Regions from separate parts of the Sus scrofa genome. Here regions 1 and 2 are each linked to region 3. Evidence: chromatin contacts called from public Hi-C and HiChIP or PLAC-seq data. All regions are on one chromosome and are shown on one strand. Each heading gives the region's core, a stretch centred on a gene start, on an enhancer-like site or on the middle of the called end of the contact. The rest is flanking DNA. Distances are from core to core; before and after follow the strand shown.

Region 1 (4,654 bases), core at 627-3,126, 64 kb before region 3:
CCCAATCAGAGCAGGAGTTCTTTGACAGGCTCTATGCAGGGATCCAGGTTCAAGTTTGGAGGCTGATAAGCAAAAGACCAGCCTCAGGCCATTGCAACCTGGGCATCAACAACAGGAGGACAACATGGGTGGTATGGACACCTTGGGTTTTTTCTTGTTTTGGCCTCCCCTGAGGCCTGTTCAAATTCCCGGGCCAGGGATCAAATCTGCATTATAGCAGTGACCCAAGCCATAGCAGTGTCAATGTCATATCCTTAACCCACTAGGCCACCAGGAAACTGTAGGTATTAATAACTCAGAATTAAGATTTCTGTCTTTAGAGTTACCTCTGTGGCTCAGCAGCTTAAGAACCTGACTAGTTCCAAATAAGACAGCTTGGAGGGTGGGGAGATGCGCTGGGGTTTGGGCTGGAAATGCTATAAAATTTGGTTGTGCTGATTGTTGTACAACTATAAATGTAATAAAATTCATTGGGGGGGGGAAGAACCTGACTAGTATCCATGAGGATGCAGGTTTGATCCCTGGTCTCACTCAGGGGGTCAGGCATTGCTGTGAGCTGTGGTGTAGGTTGCAGAGCAGCTTGGATCCCATGTTGCTACGGCTGTGGTGAAGGCTGACAGCTGTAGCTCCGATTCGACCCCTCACCTGGGAACTTCCGTATGCCACAGGTGTAGCCCTAAATGATTTCTGTCTTTGGAGTTCCTGCTGTGGCATAGCAGTTTAAGGATCCAGCGTTGTCTCTGCACAATGGGGTTAAGGATCCTGTGGCCAGAAAAGAAAAAATTCTATCTTCATTCTTTGCCAATGGATCAGACAGTGGGTGTGTAGTCTCCTTACACAGGCAAATGGCCTCCACACCTCTGGTTTTCTCTGGAGTGAAAAGGCTGTTCTATTAAGAGAAAGGATGAGTCATCAAAATGAGGCAGATGCCATAACCCATAGAGAAAGGCACCCCTCACCAAGAGTAGGTCTCCCTCTGAGGCAGCCTGAGACAGAGCCAGTAGCCTTGGCCTTCGAGAGCCTTTTATATTTTCCCCTGGGCCTTCTCACAAGGCTCTCCAGCAAATTGTCTTGTTTACTGGTTAAACACCTAAGCTCTGGAGCCAAACTCTCTAGATTTGGGTCCAGCTCTGCCACTGACCTTGGGACCTTGGGCTAAGAGGAGGATCTGGGCTCTAAGCAGTTCAAGTTCAGCAAGAGAGATACGGGTAATCAGACCATTCCATCAGGGCTCTGCTGGGCTGGGAGCTCCCGGGAAGAGCATCTCACTTGAGTAGGTGCCGGGAGGCCATCCAGGGGACACACCAGAGGGAATAAGGGGATGAGGAGGTGTCTTCAGCTGTAGGAATTAAGGGAGTGGGTCTGATTTGGTTCTCACCCCCCGTCACCATGCATGGCACAGGTGACACCATCAACACCAGCTGATCTCAAGGACAAAAGAGCCCCAGATGGAGGGGGTGGGGGGCTCAGGCTCTGACTTTAAATACAGAGGTGAGATGTGGCACATGTCAGAGCTGGGGAATTACTCAATTTGCTGGCTCAGGACAGGGCCTGCTGGAGCCCAGTGCCTCCATCCCCAGGGCACATTTCCCTGTGTCACCACCATCAGTGGACAGCTTCTCCAGCACGAGAGACAGCCATGGCTGTCCCCAGGGCCACCAGAGAGACAGGCAAGGACAAGCTGGCTTAAAGGTGAATCCTTTGGCCAAGGCGTCCTCCGAGGGAAAGCAGACTGTTAGGGCCAAGCCTTTGCAGGGAGCACGATGGGAGGTGGGGCGAGGCGAGGCGGGATGGGGTTGGAGGGAGAGGGCTGCGTGGAGGACCCTGGTGTGAACAGCAGGCCGTGACTGAGTCGCTGCACGTCCCCCGCCCTGCCCACCGGCAGGCGGCGCCAGAGAGCCAGGCCGCGGGGTCCCAGGGTCTGGCGTCCAGCCGGGCGGGGCGAGGGGCGGGCCCTGGCGTGACCGCGTTGGAGCTTGCAGACAGTCCCGCGGCGGGAGCGACCCGTAGCCGGAACCTCCGCAGCCATGGCCGAACACTCAGCTCGCCACTGCTGCCTGGGATGGGACTTCAGCACGCAGCAGGTATCAACGCGGGCCCAGACCAGCCGGGCGTAGCCGCCCTCTTTGCAACATCGGGCGGGCTGGCGGCGTGAACCAGGCACCCGGAACCCTGGGCCACGCCACGGGCGCGCCTTTTCTAGGGCTTCCCGGCTGTGCCTGCCGGTGCCTACAGCGCGGGAGATGCGACCGTGACCCGGCCTGGACCCCCGGTCCTTCCAGAAACGGCTCCCCCACCCCCACCCCACCCCACCACCGTGTCCCCTACCCCCGCAGGACCCTGCGGGCACGTAGCTGGAAAGCTCCCAGAGGGCCCTGGGGACCAAAGGGTTCACGCCCCCTGGGCGCAGTTGGTGGAACCCAAAGAATTCAGCTACTGTAAGAGAGAGGACCAGACAGACAGGTAGGCACACAGGCAGAACCAGTGACCTAGAACTAGAACACCGCTTGAAGCCTTTTTTAAAAAGCGAAATTGGCACAGTATACACATGAACTTTGTCCCACCTGTGACAGCCATTGGTTGGCACCAGTGTGCTGGGTTAACCTGCGTGCCCAGGGCCCTACAGACAGGCAAGCTGAGGCAAAATTTGCCTTCAGATTGGGCCTGTGGTGTCCAGGGGCTCCTTCTCCTTAACTTGGGAAATTAACACAGTTGCAGTCAAACCTTTCTCTGTGAATGGATCTCCGGAGCAAGGCTGTGACCAATCCCTTACCAGAAAGCCCTGTGACCCTTGGTCAGGTTGTCTTGCTAGGCCTCATTTTCTGCATCTGTCTAAGAAAGGAGTTGTACCCTTGGGTTTGGAGGTCTGCTCCATTGGGAAGTGTCTCTGGTCCTTGGGAACAGCCCAGGGGCCTTGCCTGATCTCTCAGACCCCTGCAGGTGCGGAGCCCCAGAGACATCTCCAAACCCACCTCGTATTCCTTCTCCTCTAGGACTTTCTCAGACCTCGTTGCTTGACATAGGAACCAGCTTATCTACCTCTAGAAGAATATCCACCTCTAGAAGGCCTTGGCTCTGGCTGTTTGGAGGACAAAAATTCCCTGAGCTGCATGGGTGTTCGACTTAGCCTCAGCTTCTTCATTTTACTAAGTCTTTGGACATGTCCCCCGATGAGACCTCTGTTACCATGGTTACAGTGATGCACTCGGGCCTCAAGGAGGTCTCCAGGCAGAACCACTTTCTAGCGAGTTGAGCTACATTTGGTGATGTTCATATCCTTAGACCAGGTAGAAACTGAGGAAAATTCTGTACCTTACTTTTTTATTTTATTTTAATTAATTAATTAATTTTGTCTTTTTAGGGCTGCACCGGCACATGGAGGTTCCCAGACTAGGGGCTGAATTGGAGCTGTAGCTGTTAGACTATGCCACAACCACAGCCATGCTGGATCTGAGCGGCATCTGCAACCTACACACAGTTCACCGGGATGCCGGATCCTTAACTCACTGAGCGAGGCCAGGGATCCAACCTACATCCTCATGGATACTAGTCAGATTTGTTTCCACTGAGCCACAATGGGAACTCCCCTACCTTACTTTTTAAAATGCCTTCCAGGTAAAAGTTGTTGCTGTTGATGCAGAGCTGAATGTCTTCTATGAGGATAGTGTGCATTTTGACAGAGACCTTCCAGAATTCAGGTATGTACCTAGTGTGTAAGTATGGGGGCGGGGGTTGGGCTCCTCCCTCAACATTTTACATTTGTAAACCACACTATTCTGGCTACATCAAACTGTGGGAGGGTGGTCTTGGTGGATCTGTCAGCATCTTTCTGCGATGCCTGGGTTGTGCTCTCCTGCATTCCTTCCCATTCTGCTCACTACTTCATATACATAGCTGAGACTTTGTGCCAGCACTGTGCTGAAATTTGATACTGATCCAAAAAGAGGCATATGGTCCTTGCTCTCCCAGAGCTTCAACTGAGGGAGAGAGATTGATATTAATCAAAGACGCTCACAAAAGAATATTTGGTTGTAAACTCAGAGAAGGCCATTGAAGGAAAGGAACTATCTTCTTCATCTGTTTATTTTAAAGGAATTAGACACAAACTTGGGAGAATGGGTTAGGGAATATACCTAAGGAAGTAGTGCTTAAGCCAAGATATGAATGAGTGGGGTTAACCAGGTGATAGATGGTAGAGAGGAACGGGCATGTGCAAAGTCCCTGTGGCAAGGAGCGCTGCTCATTCATGGGACTGAAGAAGGCCATGGTGGCTGGGGAGCAAAGAGGGAGGTGGAAGCTGGGCTGGGCCATATAGGCCATAGAATACAGTTTATCTTTATCCTAAAAGCTTTGGTTACCCACTGAAGGGCGATAGGGATGTGTGTGTGTGTGTGTGTGTGTGTGTGTGAGACGTTGTTGTATTGTGTGTGTGGGGGGTTGTTTGTTTGTTTGTTTGTTTAGGCCATCCCATGGCATATGGAGTTCCCAGGCCAGGGACCAGATCCCAGCCACGGCGTAGGTCACCACTGCGGCAATACTGGATCCTTAACCCATTTTGCTGGGCAAAGGATCGAACCTGTGTTCTAGCACTCCAGAGATGCTACCAATCCCTTTGTGCCGCAGCACGATCCAACATGGCTTATTTATGGGTTTT
Region 2 (4,380 bases), core at 1,752-4,251, 41 kb after region 3:
TAATAGGTCACTTTGCAACCTTGTAGCTATAAAATAAAAATTTTGTAGAACAGAAATAGCTTGTACTACTGAATTAACAAAAGTTATACTAAAGTATCATGTTTAAAAAAAATATATATATATACACACACAGAGTTGAGCTTGTTGCTGTTAACCCTGTCTGGATTTGAAAAGTGTGCTGATTTATATATATATATATATTATATACACACACACACACACACACACACACACACACATACATACATACATACATACATACATACATACATACATACATACCGGCAAACATCTAAAATGGCCTAAAGCAGACATCTGTGTAATTACAGTTGCAAAATGAAGACATTTGGGAAAGAACATTGTATCATAGTTCATTCATTTGCAGTGGATCTTTGTTCTTTTTTTACTGTGGTAATTTTAGAAATGAGTGTCAAGTTTGAAATTAGATCTGCTACGTTGGGGTTTTGCTGCTTGAACTCTGCACTGGGTCCTCAAATAAACCGATGTGAATGTAGTTTTTTCCCCTGTGTGAAGCAGCAGCCACACCCCAACAGAATAGGAGGAAAAATCTAGAACTATTTCAAGTTTTATCTTTTTGTATATGAAAATAAAATGATAATAATAATAAAACCCTGTTGTCTTTTAATCACATGCAGGGGATTGAGGTTTCTTTTCATGGGATTTAGAAATAATAGAATGGGGAGTACCCATTGTGGCGCGGTGGTTTACGAACCCAACTGGCATCCATGAGGACGAGGGTTTGATCCCTGGCCTCGCTCGGTGGGTGTGAGCTGTGGTGGAGGTCACAGATGTGGCTCAGTTCTCTAGTTGCTGTGGCTCTGGCGTAGGCCGGCAGCTATAGCTCCGATTTGACCCATAGCCTGGGAACTTCCATATGCTATGGGTGTGGCCTTAAAAGATAAAAAGAGAAATAAATAAAATCATGTTTTCCCACTTACAGGACCAGCTTGAGCACCCCCAAGAGTTCCTGTTTGTTAACTTGCAGTGTTAATAGCTGAGGGCCTAGGCTGCCAAAGGCTGCGGGATGGGCTAATCACAGGTTTCCAGTTTTGCCCTTTAGAGGCTCAGGACCTAGGTGGAGACACTGTGGGCTTTTCCTTAATGGACTGTCCTGGGACTTTCAGTTTGTTTCTTCACTGGGGTGTATCTTCCAAACCCCCAAGATCCCCGCACATACAACCCTACCCCCTACTCTCATACTTTGCAGACAACTTTGAGCAATATTTTGTAAGTGGAGCAGAGAAACCTAAAAAATAAGTTATATTCAGGACTACTGCACAATACAAACTCTGCCATTTCCAAATGTGGCTGAGTACCAGGGTGATTTGCTGAGCTATTAAAAATACAGTGATGGGGCCCCACCCCCAATCTGAATCAGCAAGCCAGTCCCCCATTTTAGGGTTCCTGACTTATCTCACTAGATGAAAACATGGTTCCCTGCTAATAAAATAATGATAGTCCCTACTAAAACAGGAAAGCCCCAGAAATCACCTCACTGCTTTCTGTAGTAACATAAAAGATTTTTCTGGCCTATGACTAATATTTACTAAGCGGAGAAACACCAGCTTTGAATCCTGGGGGAGGGGTCAGTGCCTTTTTTGTTCATTGTTTATTATAAACCTTACATAACCTGCTTGGAGCTCTTTGGAATAATTTTTTTTTTTTTTTTTTTTTTTGGCTACGACTGTGGTATGTGGAGGTTCCTGGCCAGGGTCAAACCTGAGCCAAAGCAGTGACACCACCAAATCCTTAACCACTAGGCCAGCAGGGAACTCCCTGTAGGAAATGACGGACACCATTAAACAGAAAGGGGGCTTTGCTAGAAGGATCCTGGGGGAAAGTGGTCAGCCCAGCCCTGGGTAAAGGCAGGATGTGTCTGGGCTTCTTTCAGAGGCTTAGAAGTTGGGGTCAGCATTGCAAGCTTTCACCTGTGTCTCAGCACTTGTTCCAGAGGTGCTCAGTGGGAGACTAGATGCATCTGTTGTTGTCTACTTGGAAAAAAGGCTGTGTGGGTAGTGCCACAGTTTTATGTGTCACAGCTTTGCTATCCTGAGAAAGTTCCAGATCCAAAATCCATAAAAAGAATCTGGTTGATCTGGCTCAACTAGTTAGTGTCAGAGGCCCTGAGGATTATACAAAATGACCTCATGACAGGTATTCCTAGGGGGAAGGGGCATGGGGCCATGAAACTTAAAACTACACTTCAGCTGGTTATTAGACATGGCCTCCTGCTTAAACTAAATCCAGATGGAATGCTGGAGTTTGTGCTGCAAAATTAAGAAGACCCATTTATTTGTGAGTGAGAGTGCAGAAAACAATCATCCTTCCTGGAGTTCCCTAGTGGCTCAGCAGGTTAAGGATTCAGCATTGTTACTGCTGTAGATTGAGTTGGATCTCTGGCCTGGAAACTTGTGCATGCCACAGGGCCAAAAAAATCCAATGACATAATGTCCTTCCTTTGTTGGTGAGCATTCAGCAATCTGGATTTATATTCTATCAAGATAAATAAAACAGGAGTTCCCATCATGGCTCACTGGTTAATGAACCTGACTAGTATCCATGAGGATGCAGGTGTGATCCCTGACCTTGCTCAGTGGGTTAATGACCTGGCATTGCTGTGGCTGTGGTGTAGGCTGGCAGCTGTAGCTCCAATTCGACCCCTAGCCTAGGACCCTGCATATGCCATGGGTGTGGCCTTAAAAAGACAAAAAGACAAAAACAACAAAAAAAGATAAAACCGTTGACTAAATAAAAATTTCTAACATTAGCAGCGCTTAACAACATGCCCCAGGTCCCTCCCTAAGCACTTTACATCGTTAGCCTCCCTTAATCCTCATAAGAACCCTATGGCCTAAGAGTATTATTATTATAATTATTACTATTATTTTTTGCTTTATAGGGCTGCACTAGAGCATATGGAAGTTCCCAGGCTATGGGTCAAATCAGAGCTACAGCTGCCGGTCTGCACCATAGTCACAGCAACAGCCACAAAACTCAGGATTCAAGCGGCATCTGGAATCTACACCAAGCTCAGGGCAACGTGGGATCCTTAACCCTCTGAGCGAGGCCAGGGATGGAATCCGAATCGTCATGGATACTAGTGGGGTTCGTTACCAGTGAGCCACAATGGGAACTCTTCCTATTCCTATTTTAAGAAGGAAATGGTTGGGTGGGGATCCAAAGCTCTGCATCTGGATTCAGAGTCCTCAGCCACCATGGAGTACTGTCTTGTCAAGAAACCCCTTAGGAGGTGCAAAGCTATTTTTCGAAGTTATGATTTATATACCATGTGACTTCAAAACCAAGTGTTATAAAGACATCCAATGTGGCACAGGTTTTGGAATCAGACCCGAGTTGGAATTTTGGCTCTGAAGAACTTTGTGTAAACATGTGAAAATGACTTACTACTTACCTATTAAGTGGGACTAAAGGTATTTTCTTCTTAAGACTGTACATGCACATACTGAGCCTTCAAGGCATCATGCTGTTGTTATCCGTCATCCAGCAGACCAAGGATGGAGACAGGATGCCCCTGGGCCTCCAAGTTTGTCACCAGGGGGCGCGCGAGGGCTTGGTAGGAAAGGCACGCCCTTGCGCTCCGGGAGAGGCTCAGGGCCAGGTGACTCCAGGGGGCGCATGCGTATCTTGGCCCCAGGGTAGCGATTGGCTGTCAGGTTTCCGGGGCGCGCATGCGCTACGGCGAAAGGCAGGTGCCGCGGGCAAGATGGTTGTCAAAAGTTTTGCTTCCCGCTTCCGTGGCTCCCGGCGCTTTTTGAGTGGTTTTGTGGCCGGAGCTGTCGTGGGCGCTGCAGGAGCGGGGCTTACTGCCGTGCAGTTCCTCCGGAGTCGGGACGCTGAGCCTGCGTTGGCGGTGAAAGAGCCGGACGGTGAGTGTGTGGGCCCCTAGAGCTCAGGCCCGGGTTCCTATCTCGGGTAGGAGCCAGCCGTAACCCTAGACGCGCGCGGTCTCCACTCATCCGGCCCCGGGTTGTCCGCGGTCCAGTTCCCCGGCCCGGCCCCCACTCTGCGTCGCGTCCCGCCTGCCTCCTTTGTGCACTTCCTTCCTCTGGGGATCTGCCCCCGCCCCCTTGCACCAAAGTATTAGTCTCGACATGTGTGTTTTACTATGCCCTCCCCTAGATTGTTAGTCCCATAACCGTTCGGACCGTGTCAGTTTCGTTCTCCACCATTTACTCAGCCTGGGACCTGGCAGATAATTGGCTTCCAGTAAGTACGGATGAGTGACATATATTTAGTAGTCCTCATTTTATCATTGTTCAAATGAAGAACACCTGCTAGCCTTTCTTTAAAGTATGTAAGTCCGCAGGTTATCAGGGATACCTTATATTTGACATAGTA
Region 3 (4,497 bases), core at 1,815-4,314:
TTTTAGGGCTGCACCACAGCTCACAGCAATGCCAGATCCTTAACCCACTGAGAGAGGCCAGGGATCGAACCCCTGTCATCATGGATCCTAGTCAGGTTTGTTAACTGCTGAGCCACAAAGGGAATTCCTTGATGGTGGATTGATGTGTTTTTGAAACAAACTTGGTGATGGACTGAACATGGGAAGAATCAAGAATGACTCATAAAATTTTGATTTGAGCAATTGGTTGGTTATGTCATTAATTCAGACAATTGGAGGAGTAGATTTATGGGGGAAATGAAGAATTCTGCTTTAACTAGGTCAAGTCCGAGATACCTTATAGGCTGCCCAATAGAGATGTCAAGAAGGCAGTTGGTTACACAAATTTAAAGTTCCCAGAGGAGTACCTGTTGTGGCTCAGTGGGTTAAGAACCTGACATAGTGAACATGAGGATTTCGGTTTGATCCCTGGCCTTGCTTAGTGGGTTAAGGATCCGGAGTTGGCACAAGCTTCGGCTAGGTCGCAGGTGTGGCTCAGATCTGGTGTTGCCGTGGCTGTGTTGTAGGCGGAAGCTGCAGCTCTCATTTGACCCCTAGCCTGGGAACACGTGCCGTAGGTGTGGCCTTAAAAAAAATAATAATAAATTTAATAAATTAAATTAAATTAAATTAAATAGGAGTTCCCACTGTGGTGCAACAGGATCGACAGCATCTTGGGAGCCCTGGGATGCAGGTTTGATCCCTTGGGCACAGTGGTTTAAGGCTCTGGTGTCACAGCTGTGGTGTATGTTGAAATATCAGCTTGGATCTGATCCATGGCCGGGGAAACTCCATATTGCTGCAGGGTGGCCAAAAAGGAAGAAAAATAAAAAGTTCCCAGAGAAGTCAGGGTGGAAGACACAGATGTGTTAGCAGTTTGGTTTACCCTGAGCTCTTATTGTGATACCCATTTAGCGTGAAGTAGAAGAGAGGAAACAACCAGTTTAATTTGTGGTAGACACGTTACAGTTATAACCTTCCAGTAGGAAGGAGGCAGTGATTTATCATCCCTAGAAAAAGACACTTATTCTGGATATGGAGTTGCTTTTCTTGTCATCATGTGTCTATCAGCATAGCCTCCCGTGGAGTTACCAAATACCTAATACAGAGCCCAAGTATCCCATTCTCTGCCGCTTCTTACTTAGCACACAGTAGCATTCAACTCTGTGTTAAAAGACCTGTATAGGAGTTCCTGCTGTGCTGCAGTGGTTCAGAATCTGACTGCAACCACTCAGGTCACTTTGGAGGTGCGGGTTCAATCCCTGGCCCACACAGAGGGTTAAAGGATCCAGCATTGCTCTAGCTGTGGCATGGGTTGCAGCTGTGGTTGGGATTCTTTGATCCCTGGCTCAGGAACTTCCATGTGCTGCCAGTGCAGCCATTTAAAAAAAAAAAAAAAAGTGTTATATAAGGTTAGCAAGGAGGGGCTGTCATTTCTGGTGTATATTTATTAAGAGGCCTTCAGAGACTCCCAAATATTTCTGGGTAGTGATTCCAAAGTGTTGTTGGCCCCTGAGGTGTACTTGGTACTTTGGAAACGGGATGGTAGCCCTTCATTTCAACTTCGATCAAGGCAATATACATTTTACATGGTAGGCTTTTACATAAGATTTTGTTTGAATAAGATTTGTGTAATTAAGCAAAAAAATGCATGGAGTTCCTTGGTGGCCTAGGTTAAGGACTCCGTGTTGTCACTGCTGTGATGCTGGTTTAATTTCTGACCAGGGAACTTCTGCATGCTGCGGTTTCGCCAACAAAGAAAAGACGGAAGGAATCGAGTCTCACTTTTCCTCCCTTATTTTTTTATTTATTTAGGCTCCTCACTTTCTGAATAAAAAGGCTCGGAAAAGTGAAACAACTCACTTCCAGGCACCACCTCCCTCCTGGTTGCTCTTGCCCTGCTCCTAGAAAGGCTGTGGCAAATCTGGAGAGGCTGAAGTTCTCTATTCAAGGATTCTGCACCTCATCCCTGAGCTGTGAGGGGGCTTTCCCTCTTTAGCTAGGGGCCCCCGTCAAGACCCTTCCAAACTCTAGCTGTGATAAGGACGGTAGAATCTGAGATAGAGAACTGGGTGGGAGTGCTGAGAATATTTGGGTAAGGGTAGGGAAGCAAGTTGCTACAGGCCTTTTTCCACCTGCTGCTGCTCTGCCCGGCGGGACTCGCGCCCTCCCTCACTAGGATGGGTCAATTCCAAGATCTCTAGTTGTGGCTTTGTGACCCCCATCAGGCGGGGAAATGAAGGCGCAGAGAGGAATCATCGGGGGCGGTCCACTCACTCGGGGTCGCAGGGCAGCATGCGTTCCGGGAGAATGGGATCCTCAGCGCGGAGCAAGAATCCCGGTGCGGGAGGCCACGGGGAGCTGGGGAGCTGGGGTTCTGGGGTAAAGTGCTACCGGACACGACCCAGCCAACTCTGCCAGCTGACCCTGCTTAGCCCTCCAAACCCATGGTTTGCACGCGTCCTGCTGGAGGGCGCGGCCTGGGGGCGGAGTCTCTGTGTTGTTGTTTCTCTGGAGCCACGCCCCTGAGGGGGGCGCGGACCACGCGGTCGGAGGGCCCGCCTCCCCTCCCCCTCCCCGCCCAGCTCGCCCGCCTCTTTGTATCCAACATCCGGGTTTCCCTGCTGGCTCGGCTCCGCGGCCGAGGCTCAGGAGCCATTTTGGACGCGGTTCAGCTCCCCTCCCCCCACCCCTCCCCCAGTTCATGGCCCCTCCGGACTCGGCCCCTGCGCCCGGGGCCCGGGCCCAGCCCCGCCGCGCTATGCCTGAGTCGGGCGCGCCCCGGCCCGCGCCCCGCCGCCGCCCCCCGGCCCCCGCGTCGCCCCGGAGCCGGGGCCGCAGCCTGCGCCGCCCGCAGCGGCCCTGAGCCCGGCCCCGCCGCGCGGCCCTTGGAGCCTGCACGCTGCCCTGGGACGAAGGCGCAGGAAGCGCGCGGGGAACAAGACCGAAGGAAGGAGCGGGAAGGAGAGCGCAGCCGCCGCCGGGCCCTGCGCGCCCCAGGAGCGCCGCGCGGCCCTGCCCGCGGGCTCCGGGTGTCCGCGGGGCGGCGCCGCGGAACATGACGGCGCCCTGGGCGGCCCTCGCCCTCCTCTGGGGATCGCTGTGCGTGGGTAAGGACAGGGCGCGGCGTGGGGGGCGCGCAGGTCGGCCTCGGGCGCCGCGCGGTGTTTACCAACAAAGGGCGGGCCCGCGGCCTCCTTATCGCGCCACCTGCACCCAGCTTGCACCTCCCGGGGCGGGGACAGGGGGCGCGTAGCGCGCCCCGCTTGCTGATCTTTTGGGGGACGGTCTTGCCCGTGCGGCGGCCTGCGGGTCTCCAGTTCGCAGAGGCAACCCCGGGGTCAGGGTTCAGACTTCACGGGCGCGTGGCACCCAGGCAGACTAGGAGGAGAACTGGAACGAGGGGCAGGTGGCCAAGCTGAGCTGGCAGGTCTAATGCGGGAGTGGCGGGATTGTAGGTGCAGCAGCGGCTGGCAGCTGGAGTGCGCGATCTTTAGAGCCACTAGGTGTAGCGAAGGGAAGCGCGTCGCTTCACATAGCCGGGAGGAGTCCAGCACCCCATCCCACCAGCATCTGCGTGGTGTTCCTCCGGAGGCGCGCCTTTGGCGCCAGGTCCCACCTGCGCCTGCTTTCCCTGCGGCGATCTGGGACGCGAGATGCTGGCCACCCCGCGGGACTGCTTTGTTTTGGGCGCCTAGGAGGGGAGGGGAGATGGGAGGAAAAACCAACAGGTCTCTGTTCTGTCTGGCCTCCGGGAAGCACGTGGCGGGGGCGGGTGACCCTCGGGACTAGCGTTCGGCGTGCGTGCGCGTGGTTGAGCATATTTGGCTTCGAGTGTATATGCGCGTTTTTCCGCGGGGAGACCTCTTCCCCCAGGCCTAAGCACTGATTTTCCTCTTTTAGCGCTTCTGGGACGCAGTACGTGCGGCTACGGGCTTGGCATTCGGGTTCAGAAAGGCCCGGGCAGCCGTGGGGAGCCACGCATTAAATCTCCAGGGAGAAGCCTGGGGCGGTCGAGGAAGCTGGTGCGCGGCAGCCCGGGAGCCTGGTCCTCCGCGTCTTTGTTCCCAGCCCCCATTACACATGCAGCTCGGGTCCCCCGCCGCCGCCGCCGCCCGAGGTGGCAGCAGCGCGGAGTCTGGGAAACCCGCGAAGGGCGGGGCCCGGGCAGGCAGGGGCGGGGCTGGGATCCCCAGGCTGCTGCGGGGGTGGGGAGTGGGTGGGAATCCGGGATCTCCTCCTCATCCCCACTCCCACTCCCACTCCCACTTCCACTCTACCCGCCTCCTGTGTAGTGTAGCATAGCTTAGCTGTCTACACCAAAGCGAAAGAGCTCCAGGCAGGGCTTAAAGCTGCGTGGCCTGAGTGCAGGGACCAGAGAACAGAGACCCCTGTTTGGTGCCTGGTGCTGTATGGAGGGGGTGTCATGACTCTTTTGGAGCCATTACCTGTGTCGTAGAAGCAAAGTTTTGGTGGTGT

The links. Hi-C and Micro-C count contacts between places; a contact is called where the count stands out from the background. HiChIP or PLAC-seq counts read pairs in DNA pulled down with a chosen protein or histone mark.
Region 1: a contact with region 3 is called in a Hi-C map of liver, with 2.5 times the contacts expected there. The contact joins the promoter of XYLB here to the promoter of ACVR2B in region 3. A contact is called at or near these places in 1 of 5 promoter capture datasets (liver), 3 of 47 Hi-C or Micro-C datasets (heart right ventricle and liver) and 1 of 2 datasets of contacts at active chromatin or transcription factors (skeletal muscle).
Region 2: an H3K27ac HiChIP or PLAC-seq map of skeletal muscle shows a contact between it and region 3. The contact joins the promoter of EXOG here to the promoter of ACVR2B in region 3. A contact is called at or near these places in 1 of 5 promoter capture datasets (liver), 1 of 47 Hi-C or Micro-C datasets (skeletal muscle) and 1 of 2 datasets of contacts at active chromatin or transcription factors (skeletal muscle).

What each region holds. Positions count from the first base shown.
Region 1 is chr13:23,171,993-23,176,646 of Sscrofa11.1, forward strand. XYLB (xylulose kinase) reads left to right here and starts at 1,877. Exons shown (of 21, transcript XM_021071667.1): 1 at 1,877-2,084; 2 at 3,616-3,698. The coding sequence starts at 2,028.
Region 2 is chr13:23,275,457-23,279,836 of Sscrofa11.1, forward strand. It overlaps EXOG (nuclease EXOG, mitochondrial), which reads left to right and starts at 3,002. Exons shown (of 11, transcript XR_001300113.2): 1 at 3,002-3,908. It also overlaps a transcript of ACVR2B not described here.
Region 3 is chr13:23,234,635-23,239,131 of Sscrofa11.1, forward strand. ACVR2B (activin A receptor type 2B) reads left to right here and starts at 3,065. Exons shown (of 11, transcript NM_001005350.2): 1 at 3,065-3,128. The coding sequence starts at 3,077.